4 separate regions of the Mus musculus genome follow, and all the other regions are linked to region 1. The links are chromatin contacts, called in public promoter capture Hi-C maps. All regions are on one chromosome and are shown on one strand. Each heading gives the region's core, a stretch centred on a gene start, on an enhancer-like site or on the middle of the called end of the contact. The rest is flanking DNA. Distances are from core to core; before and after follow the strand shown. Region 1 holds the start of Birc2 (baculoviral IAP repeat-containing 2). Region 2 holds the start of Taf1d (TATA-box binding protein associated factor, RNA polymerase I, D). Region 3 holds the start of Med17 (mediator complex subunit 17). Region 4 holds the start of Mtmr2 (myotubularin related protein 2).

What was found. Promoter capture Hi-C pulls out the DNA fragments that hold promoters and counts their contacts.
Region 2: a contact with region 1 is called in a promoter capture Hi-C map of liver, with 5 times the contacts expected there. The contact joins the promoter of Taf1d here to the promoter of Birc2 in region 1. A contact is called at or near these places in 3 of 39 promoter capture datasets (erythroid cells, frontonasal cranial neural crest and liver).
Region 3: a contact with region 1 is called in a promoter capture Hi-C map of hippocampal neurons, with 4 times the contacts expected there. The contact joins the promoter of Med17 here to the promoter of Birc2 in region 1. A contact is called at or near these places in 3 of 39 promoter capture datasets (hippocampal neurons and liver).
Region 4: a promoter capture Hi-C map of erythroid cells shows a contact between it and region 1, with 6 times the contacts expected there. The contact joins the promoter of Mtmr2 here to the promoter of Birc2 in region 1. A contact is called at or near these places in 5 of 39 promoter capture datasets (cranial neural crest, erythroid cells, frontonasal cranial neural crest and 2 more).

The regions. Positions count from the first base shown.
Region 1 is chr9:7,835,569-7,838,699 of GRCm38.p6, reverse strand. It overlaps Birc2 (baculoviral IAP repeat-containing 2), which reads left to right and starts at 1,643. Exons shown (of 8, transcript NM_007465.3): 1 at 1,643-1,710.
Region 2 is chr9:15,304,547-15,307,677 of GRCm38.p6, reverse strand. It overlaps Taf1d (TATA-box binding protein associated factor, RNA polymerase I, D), which reads right to left and starts at 1,464. Exons shown (of 7, transcript NM_029248.2): 1 at 1,395-1,464. It overlaps 4931406C07Rik (RIKEN cDNA 4931406C07 gene), which reads left to right and starts at 1,511. Exons shown (of 9, transcript NM_001199485.1): 1 at 1,511-1,641.
Region 3 is chr9:15,278,302-15,281,432 of GRCm38.p6, reverse strand. It overlaps Med17 (mediator complex subunit 17), which reads left to right and starts at 1,527. Exons shown (of 12, transcript NM_144933.2): 1 at 1,527-1,883. The coding sequence starts at 1,640.
Region 4 is chr9:13,747,688-13,750,818 of GRCm38.p6, reverse strand. Mtmr2 (myotubularin related protein 2) reads right to left here and starts at 1,640. Exons shown (of 15, transcript NM_023858.4): 1 at 1,419-1,640. The coding sequence starts at 1,498. Gm39291 (a long non-coding RNA gene) reads left to right here and starts at 1,617. Exons shown (of 3, transcript XR_870544.2): 1 at 1,617-1,997.

The DNA.
Region 1 (3,131 bases), core at 394-2,893:
AATAAACAACTGGACTCCAAGATTATATATTATAAAAGAAGTAATAAGTTCTAAAACGTCTGAGTTTTGGGCATTGAAAATTTCCTAAATACTGAAGTAGGTCAGGACAAGAACTGAGAGAGACATATTCTTGAATTCAATGTGCACAGGCCCTGCTAGATTCCCACACATATTAGGAATGTTTTGTGTAACTTTCCAAGAAGTAGTGACTTGAACAAGGCATTGGCACATGTGTACCATTGGAAGTTTAGTCACTGGGAACCTTGGCACGTCTTTTCTGTGTATCAGAAACTGTCATGAATACTTTCTTTTTATTATCAGCATTTAGACCAGAAGACTGCCTGTTCTGTGACTGACCGACTTGCAGCAGAAATGACGGGAAAGAAAATGGGAAACGGTTCAGGGTCCCGGAATTCCCCTGGCAGCCTAATTTAGCGGTCTGTTTTACTTCTAAGTTTTTAAAATATTTGCCCATTTAACATGGAATTCCCCCGGAGAGAAGATCTGATTCATTCGTTAAGACCTTCAAGTCTAAAGTAAATTAAACTGTAGAAACCTCACTGGTAGTAGCCTACATTTCTAATCAGCACACTGGAGGCTGAGGTAGGATGCTAAATCCTCGGCTAGTCTGGGCCCTACAATAAAATCCTTTCTTAAACAAACAAATAAAAAAACTGCAAAACTAACCATAACAAATCATCCAAGCCAAACAGGGCCGCGGGGGTGGGGGTGGGGACATCAGAAAGTCCTACCCTGAATGCTAATGATTTTGCAGCACTTTCGGTACGGGAAAGGCAGCAGAGGGTGGGGGGTGGGGAGACAGACTGCTAGTGAACAATGAAGTCAGGGTTATTTTTCCAGTTTTAAACGTATTCTTCTACAATCTCATCACAGATATATAGTGCGCTTTAATCATACTCTCTCCCATTATACTGTTAACCCTTCAATGCCTTCCTCCAAACTAGTCCGCAGCCTTTTCCTTACTTTTTAAATTTATGGCCTGATGCGCTTAATTTGGGTCGCCTGCAAGAGCACTTTTTAAAAAAAATAATAATTTAAAAATGCATAACTACCTCCTCGCCCCAACTGGGTTTGAATTTCTAGGATTCGAGGTGAGCGCCACCATGCCGGCCTGCCAGAGGAGCCCACTTGTCAAAAATGTTAAAGCCCATCTTACAAAAAAACCAAATTATATTTAATGTACACGCACACGCGTGCATTCCGCTTTACTCAGGCGTTTCGAGGCCAGCTCACGAGCCTGAGCCGCCTTACCTATGACGCCACGTTTGCCTTAGTGCCTGTCTAGGACCCTTGCAGGGTGAGGCCGGAAAATACAGGGAGCTAGGAGGCGCGGCTCAGGGCTGCCGCCATTAAAGGTGCACTGCAGGTTAAAACACATGGCATCAAAGTCCGGAACGCCCAGCGGAGGCAGTGGGGCAAGGACGGACGCTCGGGAAAGCCTAGCCTTATTCGTCCGAGTCCCAGCGGCCCGAACGTTTAGCTTCCAAAGCCCGAGCACGCAGGCGCGAGCGCAGGCGCAGGCGCGCGCGACTGGCCCACAGCCCCACCCCGTCCTCCACGCGTTCCAACTTGCGGTGCGCGTCTGCTGACGTCACCTCAACGGCCCGCTGGCCGCAGGGGCTTTTGGGAAGGCTGCGGATCAACAATCAGGCGCCTCTGCTTCCAGGGCGCCGGGGGCCTGACTCGGTGGTGAGTGCGGCTGCCTTCGTCAGGACGGGCGAGCGTGGCTCTCGACGGCTGGGCGGGCTAGCTGACTCCTCCTTCGGCCCGGAAGGCAGTTCTCAGGGCCGCCCGACCCCCGCTCCCTGCCTAAGTCCTTGGGCTTGGACTTGTATAACAGTTTTGCTTTCTTTTCCTTTCGGTTTATTTTTTCAGTCAACCCAGGCTAGTCTCGAATTTGCGGCAATCCTCCTGCCTCCAATCGTTCTAGGTGCTGGGATTACTGGTGTGCAGCACCTCGGCTGTCTCTTCAGATTTTCTGCAGGTTTTTAAGCTTTAAGCCCGCGGCATTTAATGCCTTTAAACTAAGTTGTGCGGCAGGGGGATGACGGTTGTCACATCAGTTACTACTTGTCCCCAGTAGTCGTGTGAGAGGTTTGGTTTAACTGGGAAAGGTGTTCTCCATTCTTGTCTCTCCAAGCTACGTGTCGCCCCCCTGCAGTGGGCGTAGAGCCGTGTCGGTTGGGTGCTTGCTGGCGTTGTAACAGCTAGTGTAGTTAGGCCACACGGGTAGTGGTAGCTTTGTTCAGGCCACTGCTTTACCGGCACTTGTACTTTTTTGGTTTTGAGATGTTACCTGTGGTGGTTAGGGAATGGTTGTCCTTCACGGATTCCGTTTATGAGCTCTTCCCGGTGCCTTTATCTTGGCTAATTTAGCCCTGGCTAGTTCAAATGTTCTGTCCGGCAGGAGCGTTTCATTCCGCATCTGTCTTCCAAGTGTTGAGATTAAAATTGCAAGTATACCTCGGGAATCCTCAGGAAATATTTATATTTTAATATAATAGAAAATATCGTATATATTATTTATTTTATATTGTATTATAACTTAACATATGTTTATGTGTATAAATATATTTTATATGTACTTATATCTGTATTATATATTTCAATTAAATGTTTTAATAGAATATAAAAGTATATATAATTTTTTTCTTGTGATTAAACTTAGGGTTCTTTACCTGCAAGGCAAGTGCTCTAACATGGAGCTATATCAGTAGCCTTACAGACTACCTTTCCACTATTTATGGTGCCTTTTGTCTCCAGTGAAGTGCATATCAAAATATCTTTAAATCAGAAAACGAAAAGAGCCTGGTGGTAGTGTGGTCCTAGCACTTGGAAGGCTGAAGCAAGAGAATTCCAAAAAGTTTTAAAACCAGCTTGGGTTATATTGACTTTCTAGCCAGCCTAGTCTACAGAATAAGACCCTGTCCCTTAAAAAAAAAAAAAGTTCATGAAGTATAGTACATTTTTTTCTAATAGTAAATAAATAATATATAAAAGGAACAAACTTGAAAATCGGGGGCCAGTTTTTGACAAATGGAAATGTCCATTGTTTTCAAAGTTTTAATTTTTAAACTATACTGAGCTATGCATTTTAAAGACAAGCATAA
Region 2 (3,131 bases), core at 215-2,714, 7.5 Mb before region 1:
CCTTCCCACTGTGTGAATTTCTGTAAAATCCCTATGGATAGTACATTTTATATCTACTTTAAAGCCTCTGAGTGGGCTTGTTTCCAGTATCCACATCGGGTTGCTCACAATCTCCTGTTAACTCCAGCTCCCTGTTAGTGATCTTTTGTCTTCCAGAGTACCCTCACACATATGGCATAGTTTTCTTTAAATATGTGAGTGAAAACAAGAAGCCACATTCCAATGCAGTTTGTTTTCTCACTAAATCTACCCCCAAAACCCGACATGGCTTTAACCACCACCTAGCCTCACAGTAGCATTTCTAATTCCAATCTGGGCTGCGAACTCGACACTGAAACAGAGTTCGGGTAGTTGGGATATGGCGATAGTGGCTCAAAAATCACTACTGATCAAATGGTCACAGGCCTGTAATCCTAACAACGTGTAAAAGAACCTTTAGATTATGGCTGAGACGATAGCCTAGCAGTTAAGTATACTGTCAATGGCCGGGCGTGGTGGCGCACGCCTTTAATCCCAGCACTCGGGAGGCAGAGGCAGGATTTCTGAGTTCGAGGCCAGCCTGGTCTAAAAAGTGAGTTCCTGGACAGCCAGGGCTATAAAGAGAAACCCTGTCTCGAAACCTCCCCCCCCAAAAAAGAAATGAATAGAATACTGTCAATGGACTAAGATGAGACTCCCAGAACTCACATGCCAGCCTAAAAATAGCTGTAAGCAGTCCTAAGAGATTCGATGTCCTCTTCTGGGCTCTGTGAGCACTGCGTGCACGTGGTGTAGAAATATTAGGCAGGCAAAACGGCCATATGTACTAAAGGAGAAAAGACTACAGTTTTCCTAGGCTACACAAAATCCTAGAACTAAAAATAATCACAACTTTCGAGGATAAGAAAAACAGGGTGACTACGACCTTAGATTGCAAAATGCCCGCTACATGAATTGCTTTTTTAAATTAACCCACCAAAACTGAAATTTAAGGTTGACCCGGTCGCCCCAACGATATGCCTGTGAGTAAATCAAAGATAATTCCTAGGAATCACTCCCACCTGTACGCTACTTTACAGTTCCGAGACTACAAGCTTTGGAGGCCACGTGGTGAGCTGCGTCGACTATGCGCCGTGGGCCCGCTGCAAGACCCTTTCGGAACGTAACCTAAGAGATGTGCGCAGGCAGCACGCGACCCCTTACACGGCACTAAAAACGCCCTCCAGGCCCAGAACACCTCGGCCTCTCCCAACAGCGACCCGGAGCCTCGTGCGGCCTGCGGATGGCGGGATTCCGGCCCGCTGCTCTGGCCCTACAAGAGCGCCGTTTCCGCGCGGACCGCAGCCCAAAGAACCCCGCCCTGCGGCCCCGTCGCCCGCAGCAGACCTGAGCGGCCACAGTGAACAACCGCTTACCTCTTCCGCCGCGTCGAAAAGAGCGCTCCCGGCGCCCAGCAGCCGGACTAGGACAAGGACGAAATCTCGCGTGAGTACACGTTGGTGGGCGTGGCTGTGCGTGTGGTGGGCGGGCCTCCGGGAGGGGCGGTACCCCGGCTCTCCCTTGGCCTAGAGCTATCAGAAAAGACTGGCAGGAGACTAAACCTGTGTTCGAACCTGAGTGGAAAGAAGGCCTTCCTGCAAGTGGGAGGACACTGCGGGCCAGGTGAGCGTCGATTTGTTGTGGTGACTGAGCCCGCAGTGTGCCAAGCTCTCTGTCAGACTAAGGGTGGCATGTGTTATGGATTTCTGTACTGTCCCTGTGTCCTCACTTGCCTCCTACTTTTTTTTTTTTTTTTTTTTGGTTTTCGAGACAGGGCTTCTCTGTGTAGCCCTGGCTGTCCTGGAAGGCACTTTGTAGACCCGGCTGGCCTCGAACTCAGAAATCCACCTGCCTCTGCCTCCCGAGTGCTGGGATTAAAGGCGTGCGCCACCACGCCCGGCACCTTCTACTTTTTGACCCCTGCACACACTGTCCAACAGTCTGTGGAATCCTGCAGCATTGACTCTGGCTTTGCACCCATGCAGGTCCACTAGGACTAAGTTGTAAGGGAACATTACAAACACCTTATTGAGTGCGTGACAAGATCTGTGGTGAGAGGGCAGATATTACTATCCCTTGAGTTCTCATAGACAAACACATTTCAAATGTAAAGTTGTTGGCCTAGAGATATAACTGGATTATAGAGAGCTTGCCTAGTGTACATGGCACCACGGAGAAAAAAAAATAAAAACAAAAAAAGCAAACAAAGACCTGTGTGTGTGGTTAGATCAGTATGAATATAGGGTCCTATGTGACTGAATGAACTATTTGCAAAGCTGTAAAGCCAGCCTTGTGCTTGAACCCTACTAGTCTAGTATATCGTAAAAGTGTGGTATATCATAAGTACCTAATAATTAGCAATATATTGTGTGCAATATATTTGGAAGAGAGAAGTCCCCTCTAGGTGGAAGATGGGCACTTCTCCTGGTGCTGCAGGATTATTCTGAAGTCTTCCTGGTGTCAGCCAAAGGGGCCATTTCTTCACTGCTGATTCAGCTTAGGGTGGGGTGCATTCTGGATTTACAGACCTGCCTTTGAGTTTGTTGTTGTTGCTGCTGTTGTTTGACACATGTCTCTTTATGTAGCCCTGACGATCCTGGAACTTGATTTGTAAACCAGGCTGGCTTTAACCTCACAGAGAACCTCTTGCCTTTACAGCCCTCTGCCTCCAGTGCTGGAGCTAAACATGTGCACCACCATGCCTGGCTTGAACCTGCTTTTGAATCCTGTTTCTGCCATGTAACAACTGAATGATCTTGAATAAATTTTGTTTCCTTTTCTGTACAGTAAGAAGTACAATATGTCTGTCATGGATTTGAGAATTTTGAGGGACTTTAAAGGGCCTGACAATTTCTGAATACAGGATGGCCTTAATCATGACACTCAGCATGATTGTCACCGTTAGCCTGTTGCTTTCCGTGTCGTTTCTCCCCCTGCACGTTTCTCTACCCTGTGTCTGAGCCATTGGCTCCCACCACTTACATCAGGAAAGTAAATATCTGCCTTCATCTGGCTGGAAGCTGTGCTGGAGCAGCTCTGACTATCGATGGAAACCATTCCCTTTGGCTCCTAATTCCAACTCCAACCTCTGCACACACGTGTTCTCCCCTGCC
Region 3 (3,131 bases), core at 278-2,777, 7.4 Mb before region 1:
TGTTCCGACTCTAAACACTGGGCCCAACTAGGGTCACCCAGGAAGCATCTCCTCCAGGAGATGGAATCTCCAAAGCTTTAGTGGCTGCACCAGCACTACCAGCGGGATACAGGCCTGTGGACATTGTCAATAGTAAGTCAGAGGCTTCTGCAGGCTATAGATTCTTCAGCTGTCAGACAGCTATGCTAACGCCTCCATCTACACTTCATTGTGGGAAGCCAGGGCCCAAGGACTTGACAAATGATTTCTAGACAAGGCAAGGTTGTTCAGGAGCCCAAGATTAGACTCAAAGTGGTATCAAAGGCCAGCCTAGTCTACAGAGTGAGTTCCAAGACAGCCAGGGCTACACAGAGAAACTCTTAAAACAAACAAACAGAAAACGAAATGGCTGGACAGAAGTATAGGGGTTAGTACCTATCAAGCTGTGGGGCACTGTTGCCAACCAGCTAATGTTCCTTGCTTTTTCTGGTGCAGCCTGCAGGCTGAAAGTAAGAAAGGCCACTCAGTGAAAGACATTGCTGGACATGACATCCTAACACCATGAGGAAAGGAGAGTGCCTCTTGGTGGACCACCTGAGGAGTAGCCTGCTCATACAACCCAAGACGGGGTATTTGGGCCAATCACAGCCATTTGTTTGGCTAAACACCGGTGTCTTTTGTTTATATGTGTACATGTCTGTGAATGTGTGAGTGTATGCGTGTAAGGGTGGCTGCATGTCTGGAGAGATAGCATAGTCCTCCATTTATCATTAAGCCACCAGTCACAGGTCTGCACAAAGCCCTGGCCCAAGCTGTGCTTACTGGGCCAGGACAATCAGTTGCAATCTTTCGTGTAGGCATATCTGAGTGTTCTTGGAGTGTTTAAGACAGCTGGTGCAGTTTGGATGGTAGTCCTGCTAGCTGTTTGACTCGGTCTTCTTTGCTGGAGGCAGCTCCATCAACAGAGAGACTCAAACAGCTGCGAATTATAGTTAACTACCGTCGACAGTCTTTGTGAGTGCTTACATAAATGTAAAGCCCTTACGTACGTCTTCATCGTTAACTTCACGAATGTAAAGTCACCTAGGGGAAACACCTCTGGGAGTATGTTCCCAGAGAGGTTTAACTAGGAAGTGAAAACCTACCCGGAAAGTGAGTGGACTCATCCCACGGACGGGCTCCCAGACCGAATCAGCGGGAGTGCTGGTGTGTGTGCTGCGTGTCTCAAAAATCAAATAACTAACCAACTAACAAAAAAGCTGCGTGTCTCAATAACTAATCAACAAATTAATCAGGCCAGCAAGAAAGCTATTTCAAAAACCAAGCAACCAATTAAACAAACAAACAAACAAACAAACAAACTACAACGCCCAGCGTATCTACATAAACCCAGCCCACTCCACTTGCACTGCAGCGGCTGAGCCCGGTCAGCCGGAAGTTCCTGGCTCTCACGTGCAACCTACAGGAAATGTCCGGGCAGCTGGCCCTTCGCGCATGCTCATAGTGTTCCGCGAGACGCTGCGCGGAGGATTGTGGGGCAGCAGTGGGTAGTTTGCTTCCTCCCGGCCGCCGCGTCGGGCTTGCGGGAAGCTTGTTCCAGCCTTCCGTGTCGGTGCTGTACTCTGAGTCTCCGGCGAGTCGCCCTCAGGCCGCCGCCAGCATGTCGGGCGTGCGAGCCGTGCGCATCAGCATCGAGTCGGCCTGCGAGAAGCAGGTGCAGGAGGTGGGCCTTGATGGCACCGAGACGTACCTGCAGCCGCTGTCCATGTCGCAGAACCTGGCGCGCCTGGCACAGCGCATCGACTTCAGCCAGGGCTCTGGCTCTGAGGAGGAGGAGGCGGCAGGGCCTGACGGCGATGCGCCGGACTGGGGGGGCGCGGGAGCCGACCAGGACGACGAGGAGGGTGAGGCTTCGCCCTCGTTGCTGGTTCTATCCCAGGGTCTCCCCTAGGGTAAACTGTGTTTTGTGGTGGGTGGCCTTGAGAAGTATTGACAGCAGTGGGAAGGCCGACCCGGTCGGGACTCGGGGTCCTGTTCAGGCCAGGAGAAGAGGCATTCGCTTTTTTTTTTTTTTTTTTTTTTTTTTTTAATAAAGAACAGCTGAAAGCTTTTGGGGGTGATTTTAGGTGGAAACAGGTGATACTTAAAATGACCACTGAAACTTTGAGGTGAATGAATTACAAGAAAACAAAACTGAAGAGGGGGAGTTTGGAGAAGCAACCAGACTAGACTTTGGATTCTCCTTATTATCAAAAAAAACCAAAATTTGAAACCACAGTTTTCGATTTAGTGATGTGACAGAATCGGTTTAAGTGAGGATGTTCGTGTTTAGTGTGGTAATTCGCCAGGCAGAGGCAGTCAGATTAATGAAAAACATGAGCAAATAGACACCATCTCAATAAATAAAGAAAAATTTAAATGTAGTTTTCATAAATTTGACAGAAAGTTAAAACACCTGGGACTGAAGAGATGGCCCAGCAGTTAAGAGTACTGATTGCTCTTCCAGAGGTCCTGAGTTGAATTTCCAGCAACCACATGGTGGTTCACAACCATCTGTAATGGAATCCGATGCCCCCTTCTTTCTGGTGTGTCTGAAGACAGCGTCATTGTACTTACATCCATTAAATAAATAAATAAATCTTTTTTTTTTTTTTTTTTTTTAAATCTTAAACAAGCCCAACATTGTCATTATCCAGTGTTGGAAAGGCATGCCAGCTCAGTAGTTTTAAATGCAAAATTCTAAATGTGTATCACATTTGATCCATGAAATCCCCCACCCACAGAAAGAACTATAGAGCACAGGTATGTATTAAGATCCAGTACTGATGTCATTAGGAACATTTGACCTGTCTATTAAGGGACAGGCTTAAATGGCATGCCTCCTGGCTTCCAAATATCTTGTGGTGTGTGAAAGAGTGACTAGTTCCTGTATGCTGGGTTGAGATATGTCTCAGGAGGGAGGAGAGTTAGGCCTAAGATTAAAAGAAAACTTTTGACTTTCACTCCCTGATCCTTTATCATGAACTCCTTAGAGTGAGCATTTATTAAAAATTGATTAAAAGAAGCCGGGCACTCGGGAGGCAGAGAGACAGGCCGATTTCTGAGGTCAAGGCCAGCCTGGTCTACAAAGTGAGTTCCGGGACAGCCAGGGC
Region 4 (3,131 bases), core at 391-2,890, 5.9 Mb before region 1:
AAGCTATACTTCCCAAGCCATTCCTCCAACTCTAACACTGTGTATAACCTTAAAAAGGGACCCTGAAATGAGTTATGTTTACTTTCATATTTATGTTACTCCCAGAAAATAATTATTCAAACACAGTATTTCAACTAAATTCATCTCATAATAGAAGCATTTGAGACCATTAGGGCTTTATCAACTTCAGTTATAAACTTGGAGTTTTTCCTAAACTGAGATAATCTCCACTCTCCAACAAGTAGAAATAATTCTCATAGCTAAACTCAACAGTAATTTAAGTGAGAGCTGAAGAGATGGCTCAGCAGTTGAGAGCACTTGCTACTTTGACAGAGGACCAGGGTTCAGTTCCCAGCATCCACAGGAGGGTCACACCGACCTGTCCTCCAGTTTAAGGGAATCTCACCTCCTGGACTCCTCCATGCCTGTGGTACACATGAACTCATGCAAGTACACACACACAAAGACACTTTTAAATAGTAATACGTTTATCAATCTACTGGGTGAAAGAAATTGTGTGATACATTGAGAAATATTAAAGATGATTTTGTAGAATGTATGAAAGCAAATAAGATAATTTATTTGAGCATCTGTAAACAAACAAACAACTTTGGAGTGACCGGGCAGAAAAAAGCTGAGCTATCATAATCAAACATTAATACTTGCTTGTAGTACTTTGTAGACAAACAAAACAAAACTTGAAATAATTTAGATAAACACTTAACACAGTAAGTGGAAATAACAGTCTACCTTGCCTGTACATTCGATTCATCTGTGGCTGTCTGCCTACATTAAGCTTAAAATTTAAACTGACAAGTTCTATAATAAAGCTGTTATCTACAGTTAATTGAAGAATGCTCCAAACAGACACCACATATAATGTATATTGTGATGGTAATGTCACTGATGTTTAAGCTGAGAAGCTGACTCTGAAGGCTTCGTCCCCTCTCCATTTCAAATCTAAGCACGCTTGTCTCAGTGTCCTCTAAAGCCTCTTGTCTGGTAATGGGCTGGTCCCCAAACTGTGATTAGAGCACAAGAATGAAAATGTCACGCCCTTGACAACTGAACTCCTGATAAAGTAAAAAACGCTGCGTCCTTAAACACAACTGGAGCAAAATCTAGGACCGGAAAATGAGCGGGAATTAGAGGGGCAGTGGCCATAAAGAAACTGTATTTTCACTTCTCGCACCAAAGGCCCAGAGGAGGAAGCAAGCACTGCTCTGCTGGGCTCTCCATACCCACGGGATGCCCGCGGCTTTTGCCCTCTTCGGGGTCCAGCCTCTCTAGGCCCAGGTCTCTCCTCCGCATGCCCCGGCCTCCCTCCCGCAGGAGCAGCCTCAGTCTCTCTTCCCGCACGCCCTGGCGTCTCCATCTACACTTGCTCCCGGCCTCCGTCCCCATACGCCCGGCCTCACCTGGACAGTGAGTCCTCGCTGGGCAGCCTTGCCGCCGGGAGCTGCGCGCCGAGACTCTCGCAGCTGGAGCTCTTCTCCATGGCGCGAGAAACTGGAGGCCGCTGCGCCCTCCGCGGCCGCCGGCGCGAGATGCAGAGGGAGGAGCGCACGGGGCCGCAGCCGCGGTCAGCCCCGCGCCAGGCAGGCTCCGAGACCGGAAGCGGCCATGTTCCCCCAGCCTGCACTGCGCGCGGGGGCTGTCGGGAGTCGGGCCCCGTGGCGCTACAAAGCGGAGCGATGCGCATGCGCCTGGCCGCCCAGTGAGAGTCAGCTAACAGGAAAATCTCCAGAAGGAAGAGGACACTAGTATGTCAGAGAAAACACAAGATGTGACGGCTTGGGAGAGGTGGACTCGAGGAAAATGAGAGGAATGTGGGCGGCCTGTGGGATGAGGGGGTGAGGTATTTAAGGGTGAGGTTAGAAGTAGTGATGTGAGATCATACGTGATGTGAGAACCCATTTTGTAACGGTAACAGTGAAGCTAAGCAGACTGATCCCACGGCCTCCAGTTACCTTGCATTTACATCTGCTTCCTTCTGTGTAAGTATATTAACCTCACAGAATAACTATTGATAAATATAAAACGCCTAAAGCAATGCCTGCTTAAGCACTCAGACAGTAGTCAATATATAAACAACCTAACAAACTTAATAAATGGTAACTGTTAATGAAAGAAAACTAAAGGATGACAGACCACTAACAAGTGGTTTGTAGGAGAAAGATAGTAACAGCTACCCTGAATGGGGAGGGGAAGGGAAATTTCCATCTCTGAACAGCGTTATACAAAGGAAAGTGAGAATGGAGTTGAATTTTCAGGCCTCCAGTGACAAAAGTATGGGTTAAAGTGGCTTGAAAGTGTGTCTGTAGCTGATAAGCACATTGACACCAACCTATAAGGCATAGTAAGTATTGAAGTGAGAATGAGGGAGAAGCTGCTAAAATCACAAAAAGAATTAGACAAAAACACTACTGAATGTCATGATGTAACATGGAGAACAGACTTACCTCCGGTGTGCTGCTTCATATTCCCTTACAAAGCAGGAAGGGAGTGTGGAGATGGAATGTGATAAAGGAACAGAAACTGGGTAAAGAGGGAATGTTAATACCCGTGACTTTCTGTTACTCAGGACACAGGAAGGAAAGTACTGGAGGAATTTCTCTAATTGTGACTCTGCCTTAAACACCTCACACGTCTGGAAAGCAAAAACACAAAGATTATTTCTGTAAATAAAAGAAACTTTTAAAAAAATCCTGCTAGGATAAATATAATTGTGTTCTTACAAACTAGATTTAATTTAAAACTTGGTTTTAAAACACAATCATAATTTATAGAACCAAGGAAATAATTTGTGTACTAGCTTTCCTTTACAGTATTCCCAATGAAAGATTTATTTTGGCTGATGGTTTCAAAGATTCCAGTCCATGGTCACTTGGCTCCATTGTTTTTTGAGCCTGTGATAAAACAGAAAAGCAGAGCTGGGAACACGTGATAGAAAAATCTGTTCATCTCCAGGTGACCAGGATAAATGATAAGCAATTATTTTCATCTCTGAAATTTTTCAAGAGATTTTAATTGCACCTCTCTGATAGCCCAGGAAAATAAATAGTGAAATGAAACACTTTGACAAACACAAATATCTGTAAGATTCACGATAGAATGCATCTATTGCTTCT